Regions from separate parts of the Pan troglodytes genome. Here region 1 is linked to region 2. A link is a contact called in public Hi-C data. All regions are on one chromosome and are shown on one strand. The core of a region is the stretch at or near the end of the contact, and the rest is flanking DNA. Distances in the headings are between cores, read along the strand shown.

Region 1 (5,125 bases), core at 2,029-4,528, 66 kb before region 2:
GATATGGCGATGCCACAGGATCACTGCCTCACAATGCCATTCTGCAAACATCACCTCCTCCAAGAAGCTTTCCTTGACCTTTATACTTTTGAACTAGTTAGCAAGTTATGAGACCACAGAGTGAAGGAAATTTTTTATTTTTTCACAGTTACTTAACTAACATGACACCCACCCCCACCACCCGCCACGAAGCTGACTGTATCCTCATTTCTCCTCTGACAATATTTTCCCCATCCCACTTCCTGCCATGGCCCTCCATCACAGTCAATCCATCTAACCAGGGAGCATCCTATCACTACTGAGTTATTTGCTGAAGGACCAACAGAAAAGTAGGACTTGATCATGGCCCTTGAGGGGCTCATTGTCTAATAATGAGGGAAACAGATGAGTGAACAGAGAAAGATAACACAAGATGACCAGGGTTATGGCAGAAGGCATGCAAAAAAGCTGTGGAAGCACAGGAGGGTTATCTGGTGGGGGATGGTGTCCCTTGAACCTTGAAGTCAGGAGTAGAAGAAGGGGTGGATGAAACCCCCTCTTCTTCCAGGCAGATGAAACCACATGTGCAAAACAGGAAACATCACTGGGTTTTTGAAGAACTAGGATGGAATGCAGATTGTGAGTGGGGAACACCAAATGGAGAAGGAAAGGGATCAGGTGGCTGATGCCAGTGTCACAGGGGCCTTGAAAATCACCTTAAGGAGCCTGACTTTATCCCGAAGACTGCAAGATGGGTAAGGAACATACATGGGGGATACTAGTGCAGTAGTGGGGATGGACAGACAGGGCCCAGTCTCCATTCACCACCCTTCTTTAGATCTTCCTCATTGCTTTGCTAAGGAGTTTTCTGACCAGCCAACTTTCAGGTCTGAAAAGATACTCAGTTCCATATCCAAAGATGGAGGACAACAGAGAGCTGTCTTGCACATAGGTGAAAAAGCCCCAGCCACAAATGGCAGCTGCATTTTTTTAATAGTTAATTTTTTAAATTTTGAGGTAAGTTTAGACTTTATACAAGAGTTGCAAAAATAGTATGGAGAGTTCCCATACACCCTCCTCCTTTTAACAATGGACATAATCATGTCTAGTCATCAAAACTAGGAAATTAACTTTGGTACAATACTATTAACCAAAGTACATACTTTATTTTGATTTCTCCAGTTGTTTCACTGATATCTTTTGTTCCAGAACACAATCCAGGGGCCCACATTGCATTTAGCTGTCATGCCTTCATAGTCTTCTCCAATCTGTGACAGCTCAGTCTTTCCTTGTTTTTTTGTGACTTTGACACTTTTCAAATGGGTATTTTGTCAAATGTCAGTTATTCTGAAGAATGTCCCTCAATATGGGCTTGTTTGTTTTCTCAGGATTAGACTGAGTGAACTTACCTCTCTGTGTGTGTATATGTGTGACCTTCTCAGCGTTTCATATCAGGGGGTATATACAATGTTGGTGTGTTTTATTGGTACTGTTAATCTTGATCACTTGGCTAAAGTTATGTCTGTCAGAATTCTCTAAATAAACTTACTATTTTTCCCTTTGTAATTACTATATATTTGCAGACTATGCAAATATTCTGTTTCTGTTGACATTGATGCCACTTATTTAGCATCCATTAGTAGGTTTTGCTTGTCGCAATTATTACTGTGATGTTCTAATGGTGAATTTTTTTTTTTTTTTTTTTTTGGTTTGTTGCCCAGGGTGGAGTACAGTGGCGTGGTCTTGGCTTACTGCAACCTCCGTCTCCCAGGTTTACCTTAGCCTCCAGAGTAGCCGGGACTGTAGGCACATGCCACCGTGCCAGCTAATTTTTGTATTTTTTTTTGTATAGACGGGGTTTCAGCATGATACCAAGGCTGGTCTTGAACTCCTGAGCTTAAGCAATCCACCTGCTCCGGCCTCCCAAAGTATTGGGATTACAGGCATGAACCACTGTGCCCAGCCCTAATGGTGATTTTTCTATTTCCCTCATTCCTTCTACATTTATATTTATATTTATATTTTTAGAGATGGAGTCTCACTATGCTGCTCAGGCTGGTCTTGAACTCCAGGGCTCAAGTGATCCTCTTGCCTTGGCCTCCCAAAGTGCTGGGATTACAGGTGTGAGCCACTAAGCCTGGCCTCCTTCTACATTTGTTAATCAGAATTCACTTAAAGGAAAAATGATCACTTCTCTTTATTTATTCACTTATTCCTTTCGGTATGAACTCATGGATATTTTTATCCTTTGGGTTATAAATTAATCCTACAGTTATTGTTCCTCAAGTTGTTCCACCGTTGGCCATCAGAAGTTCTTTCAGGTTGGCTTCTGTGCCCTTTGATATGCTTCCTTTCTTTTTTTAGAAAGCACTTCCTAACTTGCTGGCCCCTTAAGATGCTCCAGGATCATTTTACATTTCCCCTACCCCAGCCTTGGAATCAACCAGTTTTCCAATGAGTCCTCATTCCTTTCATTGATATTTGGAAGCCAAGATCTGGGTGCTGGGTGTACTCATTGCTCCTGGGGTATCTGCTTCTAGCCCTTCTCAGTGGCTAGAGCTTGGAAATATACATATGTACACTAACTTACCTACCCACACAAGGTATCTATGTATTTTTAAATCTATCTGAAACACGAATACATATTGATACACTGATTCCAATCTAGCACGAGGGGATTCATTCTGGCCTTCTCCTTTGCTGATTTATAACTTCTTTCTTTCTCTGATGTGAGAAACCTGACTCTCATTGTCCACAATATATTTACTTGCTGATTCTACTCTATTATACAAATGAAGTAGCGAAAAAATTCCTAACACATAACCATGAGAGAAACAAATTTTACAAACTAGAGTGCTTTGTTTGTATGTAATTCTTTTTGTTTTTAGCCTTACAGTATACAGTCAAAATACTTTTCAAAGGTTAGCTCCTTTTTTCTCCAACCCCTTAAGTGTGGTTATGTGACTCATTTGTAACACCAGCTAGATTCATTTGTCATAGTGTGCATTCTTTCTCTCTGCCCTGTAACCCCCAAAACATCCTAGCTGATTAAACAAATTTTCACATATAGTAACATTTATTTTTTTGTGGTGTAAAGTTCTATGGGTTTTGACAAATGCACAGAATTATGTGTGAACCACCACAGGTCCATACAGAACATTCCTTACCCCCAAAATACTCCCATGGCAGCTGCAATTTTAATCCTGCTTTCGCAGCACCAACCAGGAGGTGGCAGAGTTTCTCTCCCTGACGCAGACTTCACCAGGCAACTGAGTCTGCCTGCTCTGCATGCAAACAGTCCTAAGGAGACAGCTAGCTCCCTGTCCCTCATACTCCGTGTGTCTTCTGACTATGGTCAGAGGGGTTATAAGGTTAAGTTTCTTCTTCCCTAAAACAGGTGAGTTTTGCTGGAAGCCTCAGAATCTCACACTCCAGCTGAACAAGCAGGATGATTCATCAGAGACAGCAGTCAAGAAGGCAACCCATAATAACTAAGCTTTCATAAGATACTCACAGTGAGGGCAACAAAGGGAGATGAGAGAAGTGGAGGCCAAAACCAAAACAGGGTGAGGGCAGGAAGTTGACAGACTCTTCAGACAGTACATGTTTGGTATTGGTGGCTGGAAAAGATTTCAATAAGAGGAAACTGACAGTGGGGAAGGGAAAAGATCTCCAAGTAGAGGAAAAAACCTGAGTACAGGCACAGCAGTGTAAGGCATCCCTGAGGCACAGTGTTCAGAAATGAGTTAGAAAGACAGGCAGGGGACAAACTTGGTAACACTTCAAATGTCCTACTATGGCAGTCATCATCCAGTAAACACAGGGCATTCCAACATGTAAACAGCTATGCCACATGGTAGACATGTGAAGCAGTACATTGTCCGTGTCCGTATTAAGCAGGTACAAGCTCTGCTTAATAACAAATTATAATTTAGTTAACTATTAACTGTCAACATAACCACCCCTAAACTATTGCTAACTCATTTTACCTCCCTAAGCTGTATCTGTAAACTGGGGATAATAGTTAATAACAGGGTTGTTGTATGTATTCAGTGGTAGAATATATATATGGAGGGTACATAAATAAGTGCTCAATATTAGTATTTATAATAAATTATAAACCACCTAAATTTATCTAAATGCACTTCCACATCTCTCTTACCTTTCTTCATGATGGGCAAGTTTTTAAAAGGTCCTTCTTATCTCATACACAATAAAACCAGTCTGAGTATATCTGGATGTCTGCATTCATAATGCTATAAAACCAGTTTGAATAGTTCATTATATCTGACTAACACCCCCATCCCTGAACACTGCTGCTATGAACCCCTAATACCTTGCTGGGTATTTTATATGTTATCATACTTAATCCTGTAGAGAACTCTGAAGGGTAAGTAACATACCATCTTAAAGGTAAGATAATTGAATATTGGAGATATAAAGCAAACTTCCTAAGGTCACAGAGCTAAAAGCTAGTCTGTTTGCCTCTAGAGCCTCTCTTCTTTCTGCTGAATGACACTGCTCTATTCTACTCTCCACTCTCCATGGGAATACCACTCTAGGCTTCTGACACTGGCCCTTCTCTCTTCTGTATCTAAGCTCTCTCTGTGGGTGATTTCACCTATGGACTAGACTTTTACTACCACCTCTGTGCCAACAGCTCCATGAAGCCTGTTTGCAGGCAGGACTTTTCATCTCAGTTCCAATCCTATATAACCAACTTCCTTGGTGGACATCTTTATGCATCCTTCTCAGGTATCTCAAACTCAGTATTGCCAAGGCCAACATTTTGCCCCACCCTTTTTCTTTTCTTTTCAGAGGGTCCTATAGAGAAATCACCCTGCTTTTTAGCTTGACTTTTTTTTTTTTTTTTTCATTTTTTTCTCCCTGATAAGGTCATTACTCTTAATCCACATCCTCGATTTCAACTTCTGGTGCTGCTCAATGTTCAGTATGTCACCAATTCCTATCAGATGAGTTTCTTCAACATCTCTGTGTGCCATTATTTCCCCTGTTCCTTCAGATCCTTCAGATTTCCTTCTAGACTCTACTAAAAACTTTCTAGGTGGCTTTTCTGTTTCCCCTGCCCCAATTCATCCTCCAAAACAGCCCTTCATATTCATCCTACTAGAACGTCAGTTTGTTC
Region 2 (5,163 bases), core at 1,176-3,675:
TTCTCCATTCCCCCACAAAGCACCTAACAAATCCTTGTGAAATATAAGGGTTTTTGCTTTTTTTTTTTTTTTTTTCAGAATGATACAAAACTTGGTAAGCAGACACTGAGTCACATGGCTTTTGTCAAAGAGCTGAACAAGAGAAGACTGATTATAGGTTAAAATTTACATGTTCCTGGAATTCAGACAATTAAAATGAGCAGTAGCTAGAATGTTTGGAGCCAGAAAAACTTTGCCACTTAGTACTTGTACAATCTTAGGTTTTATTTATTTATTTATTTATTTATTTATTTTGAGACAGAGTCTCGCTCTGTAGCCCAGGCTGGAGTGCAGTGGCACAATCTCTGCTCACTGCAACCTCCATGACCATGTTGGTCAGGCTGGTCTTGAACTCCTGACCTCAGGTGATCTGCCTGCCTCGGCCTCACAAAGCTGGGATTACAGGCGTGAGTCACCACGCCCAGCTCATTTCTGTTTTAAAACCAAGTTTTATTTGGCCATAAAACTTGTTGGCAGCTCATGAAACAGAAATTTCCTGAGATACAAAAGAACTAATTGGACAGGCGCAGTGGCTCACATCTGTAATCCCAGCACTTTGGGAGGCCGAGGTGAGCAGATCACCTGAGGCCAGGAGTTCAAGACCAGCCTCGCCAACCAACATGGTGAAACCCCAACTCTACTGAAAATACAAAAATTAGCCAGGCATGGTGGCGCATGCCTGTAATCCCAAGCTACTCCACTGGCTGAAGCAGGAGAATCGCTTGAACCTGGGAGGCGGAGATTGCAGTGAGCCAAGATCGCGCCAATGCACTCCAGCCTGGGCGACAAAGCGGGACTCCATCTCAAAAAAAAAAAAAAAAAAAAAAAGAACTAGAACTAATCACAATCCCACAACCACATAAACAAAAACATATATATTATAATATACAGAGGGGGTGTCTTTCTAAGCATAACATGAAATCCAGGTATCATTAAAGAAATGATGATCATATCTGCATCTATATAAAGGTCTAACTTCTAAAAGGCAAAGATCCCAAAATATATATACATACTTATACACACACATATATTAGTATTTACAAAACATAAAGAGTTCCTAAAAATCAGTAGGAAAAAGACAAGCAAACCACCCAATGGACAAAGAATATGACCAGGCAAAGATGCCCCAATATGATTAGAATGAGTAACAGTGAAAAGGTCACTAATAAAAACTCAAAAGTAAAGCAACCATTATAAACCATTTCTCATCAGATTGGCAAAAAATTAAAAATAGTGATATATTTCAGTGGTAAAGTTTTGAAGAAATGGGTATGCTCATACAATGCTGGTGGTTGATGTACAACTTGAAAACAGCTTACAGGATCTACCAACATTTAAACTACACACACCCTGTGACCCAAAAATACCACTTCTCTCCATCTTAGAGAAATACACATGTTCACAAAAATATACGTATAAGGCACATTTATTACAATTTTAAAAAGTCAGAAGAAACCTAAATACTGATCAGTAGAGGAAGAGCCAAGATGGAGAGATGGGTAAGGAGATTAGAAACCAGACTTTTAGACTTCACCCAGTCAATCTGCAAGTCACTCATTCTAGATTTCAGCCAGGCTGCCAATCATTCAGCTAGTTCCTCCCTCCCATTGTTTATTAGCACTACTAACATCAAAGGAAATCACTCCAGCTTTGAGAACCAATTTTGAAGATTCCCGGGTGGCCCTTATCCTACATAAGGCATTTCTTCAATGGCTGCAATTGGTATATTCTGCCTGGTTTTTGTTTTGTGGTAAATATTTTCATTCTATTTTTGTCTTTTATATAGTCAATTTCAGCAGCTGTAAGCCAGTCAACTGAATGGAAACACAATTAGCTAGCGCAGGGCACCTAGGTGTTATTATTTGGCCACTACAAATAATGCTACAGGGAAAGTTTCTGTACTTGTATCTTTTCTAGTCTCTGATGAGCTATTTTCAAAGGAAAAAGTCTTAGGGCTGGGTTATGAAGTTGGAAACTATAGAAAGCTTTATGACTGGCTCCCTACAGCTTTGTCAGTTCCCCTAGTGATTGGACCCATCCAAACTGCTGTGGGTGTCCTAGAGTCCACCAGCAGAGGGCAGCATCCCCCAGACCAACAAGGCCTCAGGATGCAGACATTAAGCCTGGGGAGTGAAGAAAAGTGATCAGAAGACAAAGGCAAAATCCACAGAACATGCTAACCAGGGCTTCCAAAATTTGGGAGGTATGGCAGACCCTCGTACCTGCAAGATAACTGGGATTATCCACAACTAGCAACACCTAACACTCAGTGTCCTTGATTCCTTAACTGGCACCAAGATAAAAAAAAGTCACCTCCTCTTAAACAGGTATATATACTGCTCTACTGGCCATACCAAACCCTTATCAACTAGAATCTTGCCAAGCAACAAAGATTACTGAAGCCCAACCCCTGGGGAGACTAAACAGGGGATGCATTATGCTGCTGGCCTCATTTTGGCAGTTTCTGTTGAAAGAAAGAATGGAAAGGGCAAACCTACATATCCATCACAAATGTCTGGTTTCTCATTCCCTTTACTTGGCTTCATTTTAAACTGAGCTGGGGGCAAGGGAAGGATACTGTAAGCAGCAATGAGTTGAAAGGTAACCATGGCCAGGTACGGTGGCTCACACTTGTTATCCCAGCACTTTGGGAGGCCGAGGTAGGCGGATCACTTGAGGACAAAAGTTCGAGACCACCCTGGACAACATAATGAAACCCCATCTCTACTAAAAATGCAAAAAATTAGATGGGCGTGGTGGCATGTGCCTGTAATCCCAGCTACTCAGGAGGCTGTGGCAGGAGAATTACTTGAACCCGGGAGGCGGAGGTTGCATTGAGCCGAGATTGCACCACTGCACTCCAGCCCGGGCAACAGAGTGAGACTCTATCTCAAAAAATTAAAAAAATAGAATAAAGGAAAAAGAAAGGTAACCACGAGCCCAGAGCAGTTAGGTTACAGGTCAAAGAAAACAGAAATCACTATGGTTGAAATGTCTCCAACAGTGTTCACTTTAGATCATTAACCAAGTGAGTCATCCTAAATTAATCTGAACTAAAGTTTGGGCCACTCGATATTTCAGCTCTTGAAGGTCTAGGGAAATACCACATCCTTACCTATCAAGAGGCCAGACACAACAACTATTATTTGCCATTTGTTCACTGCCACTGATATGCTAACTTCTCCCTAGAACATTTATATGATCTGTATCACAGCCCACACTACAGTCATAATAAATAATACAGCATTGGTGAGAACAGGAAAGCAGGCTCTCTTATACCCTGATTGCAGAGTTGAGGTGGTAGGAGAGTAGGGGTGGGAGCAGTATTTACCACCATTTGGGGGAGGACGAATTTAGCAGCACCAAGATTCAAATGCATAAACTCTTTCACCTAGAAATTCCACTTCCAGGGTTTTACGCTACAAAAGTAATGCCATAAGTAAGCAAAGTATTATACAAGGATATTCACTGCAGCCCTATTCATAATAGAGAACAAATAAAAACAATCTAATTCCCACCAACAAAAGATGAATGAAATAAATCCTGGCATATCTATTAACGCAACCATTCATTAAAACAATGAGACAGATCCATGAATCATATCATGGAACAATCTCTAACACAAATTAAGTGAAATAAAACAAGCTACACAATTAAGTATGTAATTTTAATTTAAAAAAAATTTTTTTTTGAGACAGGGTCTCCCTCTGTCGCCCAGGCTGGAGTGCAGTGGCGCAATCTTGGCTCAATGCAACCTCCGCCTCCTGGGCTAAAGTGATCCTCCTGCCTTGGCCTACCAAGTAGTTGGGACTACAAGCGCCTGCCACCACACCTGACTAATTTTTGTATCTCTGTAGAGACAGTGTTTCACCACGTTTCCCAGGCTGGTCTCAAACTCCTGAGCTCAAGCAATCTGCCTGCCTTGGCCTCCCAAAGTGCTGGGGTTACAGGCATGAGCCACCATACCTGGACTATAATTTTTACTTTTTTTAAAAAAACTGCATGTTTGGAAAGTCTAGAACCAGAGTATATACATCAGACTGCCCAGGTTTCAATTTTGGCCTGCTGCTTACTAGAAGTGTGACTTTACACTTCATCCTCAAACTTCAGTTTCCTTATCTGTAAAATAGGGAGGGGGGCACATATTGCCTTCAAAGGATTATGATGAAAATTCAATTCATTTATTTTATTGGCTGGCTGAGGTGGCTCACGCCTGTAATCCCAGCACTTTGGGAGGCCGAGGCAGGTGGATCACCTGAGGCCAGGAGTTCGAGACCAGCCTGACCAATATGGTGAAACCCCGTCTCTACTAAAAATACAAAATTAGCCAAGCATGGTGGTGCATGCCTGTAATCCCAGCTACTTGGGAGGCTGAGGCAGAAGAATCGTTTGAACTTGGGAGGCAGAGGTTGCAGTGAGCCAAGATTGCACCATTGCACTCCAGCCTGGGCAACAAGAGCGAAACTTCATCTCCAAAAAAAAAGAAAATTCAATTAATTTTATTGTTTTATATACATATATAAAAATAACTGAATACACACAAATAAGGTAGCACAATATAAATGAATATATATAAATAAGGTACCTGCCATATAGCAAATGCTCAGAAGATACAGAAGATGATAATGATTATTATTAACATCACTACCTCTGAGAAGTTGAATTAAGGAGGTAACTTTGATTTACCAAGTTTTATACTTCCGTAAATAATTTTTCAGAATAGGCATGAAGTACTTTTATAATTAAAAGATATACCCTTATTCCCAAGAGAAATGAAAACATATGTCCAAAGACTTGCATGTGAATGTTCCTAGTAGCATTATTCACAAATGCTCATCAACTGGTGAATGGATAGATAAAATGTATGGCATATCCATACACTGGAATATATTCAGCACAAAAAGGAACTGACTACTCAAGTGCTATGGCACGGACAAACTTCAAATCCACCATGCTACGTGAAAGCAGCAAGACACAGATAATACATATGGTATAATTCAATTTATATGACATGTCCAGAAAAGACAAATCTATAGAGACAGTAGGATTAAGGATTGCTGGGTTTAACAGTAAAAGGGCAGAAAGGTCCTTATTAAGATGATGAAAATGTTCTAAAACTGATTT

Evidence for each region. A called contact is a pair of places that touch in the nucleus more often than the background predicts.
Region 1: a Hi-C map of induced pluripotent stem cells shows a contact between it and region 2, with 2.0 times the contacts expected there. The contact joins two enhancer-like sites. A contact is called at or near these places in 2 of 7 Hi-C or Micro-C datasets (induced pluripotent stem cells and stem cell-derived neural progenitor cells).

What each region holds. Positions count from the first base shown.
Region 1 is chr11:13,902,149-13,907,273 of NHGRI_mPanTro3-v2.0_pri, reverse strand. The region is part of intron 3 of NR6A1 (nuclear receptor subfamily 6 group A member 1); the gene reads right to left. Among named protein-coding and RNA genes, the nearest start is that of NR5A1, 44 kb to the left of the region's middle. Within about 2 kb of position 3,278, at least 3 of the 24 cell types and tissues checked have an H3K27ac peak or open chromatin away from gene starts, as enhancers often do. A contact at or near this core is called in induced pluripotent stem cells, where this site is marked.
Region 2 is chr11:13,835,598-13,840,760 of NHGRI_mPanTro3-v2.0_pri, reverse strand. The region is part of intron 2 of NR6A1 (nuclear receptor subfamily 6 group A member 1); the gene reads right to left. Among named protein-coding and RNA genes, the nearest start is that of MIR181A-2, 76 kb to the right of the region's middle. Within about 2 kb of position 2,425, at least 2 of the 24 cell types and tissues checked have an H3K27ac peak or open chromatin away from gene starts, as enhancers often do. A contact at or near this core is called in induced pluripotent stem cells, where this site is marked.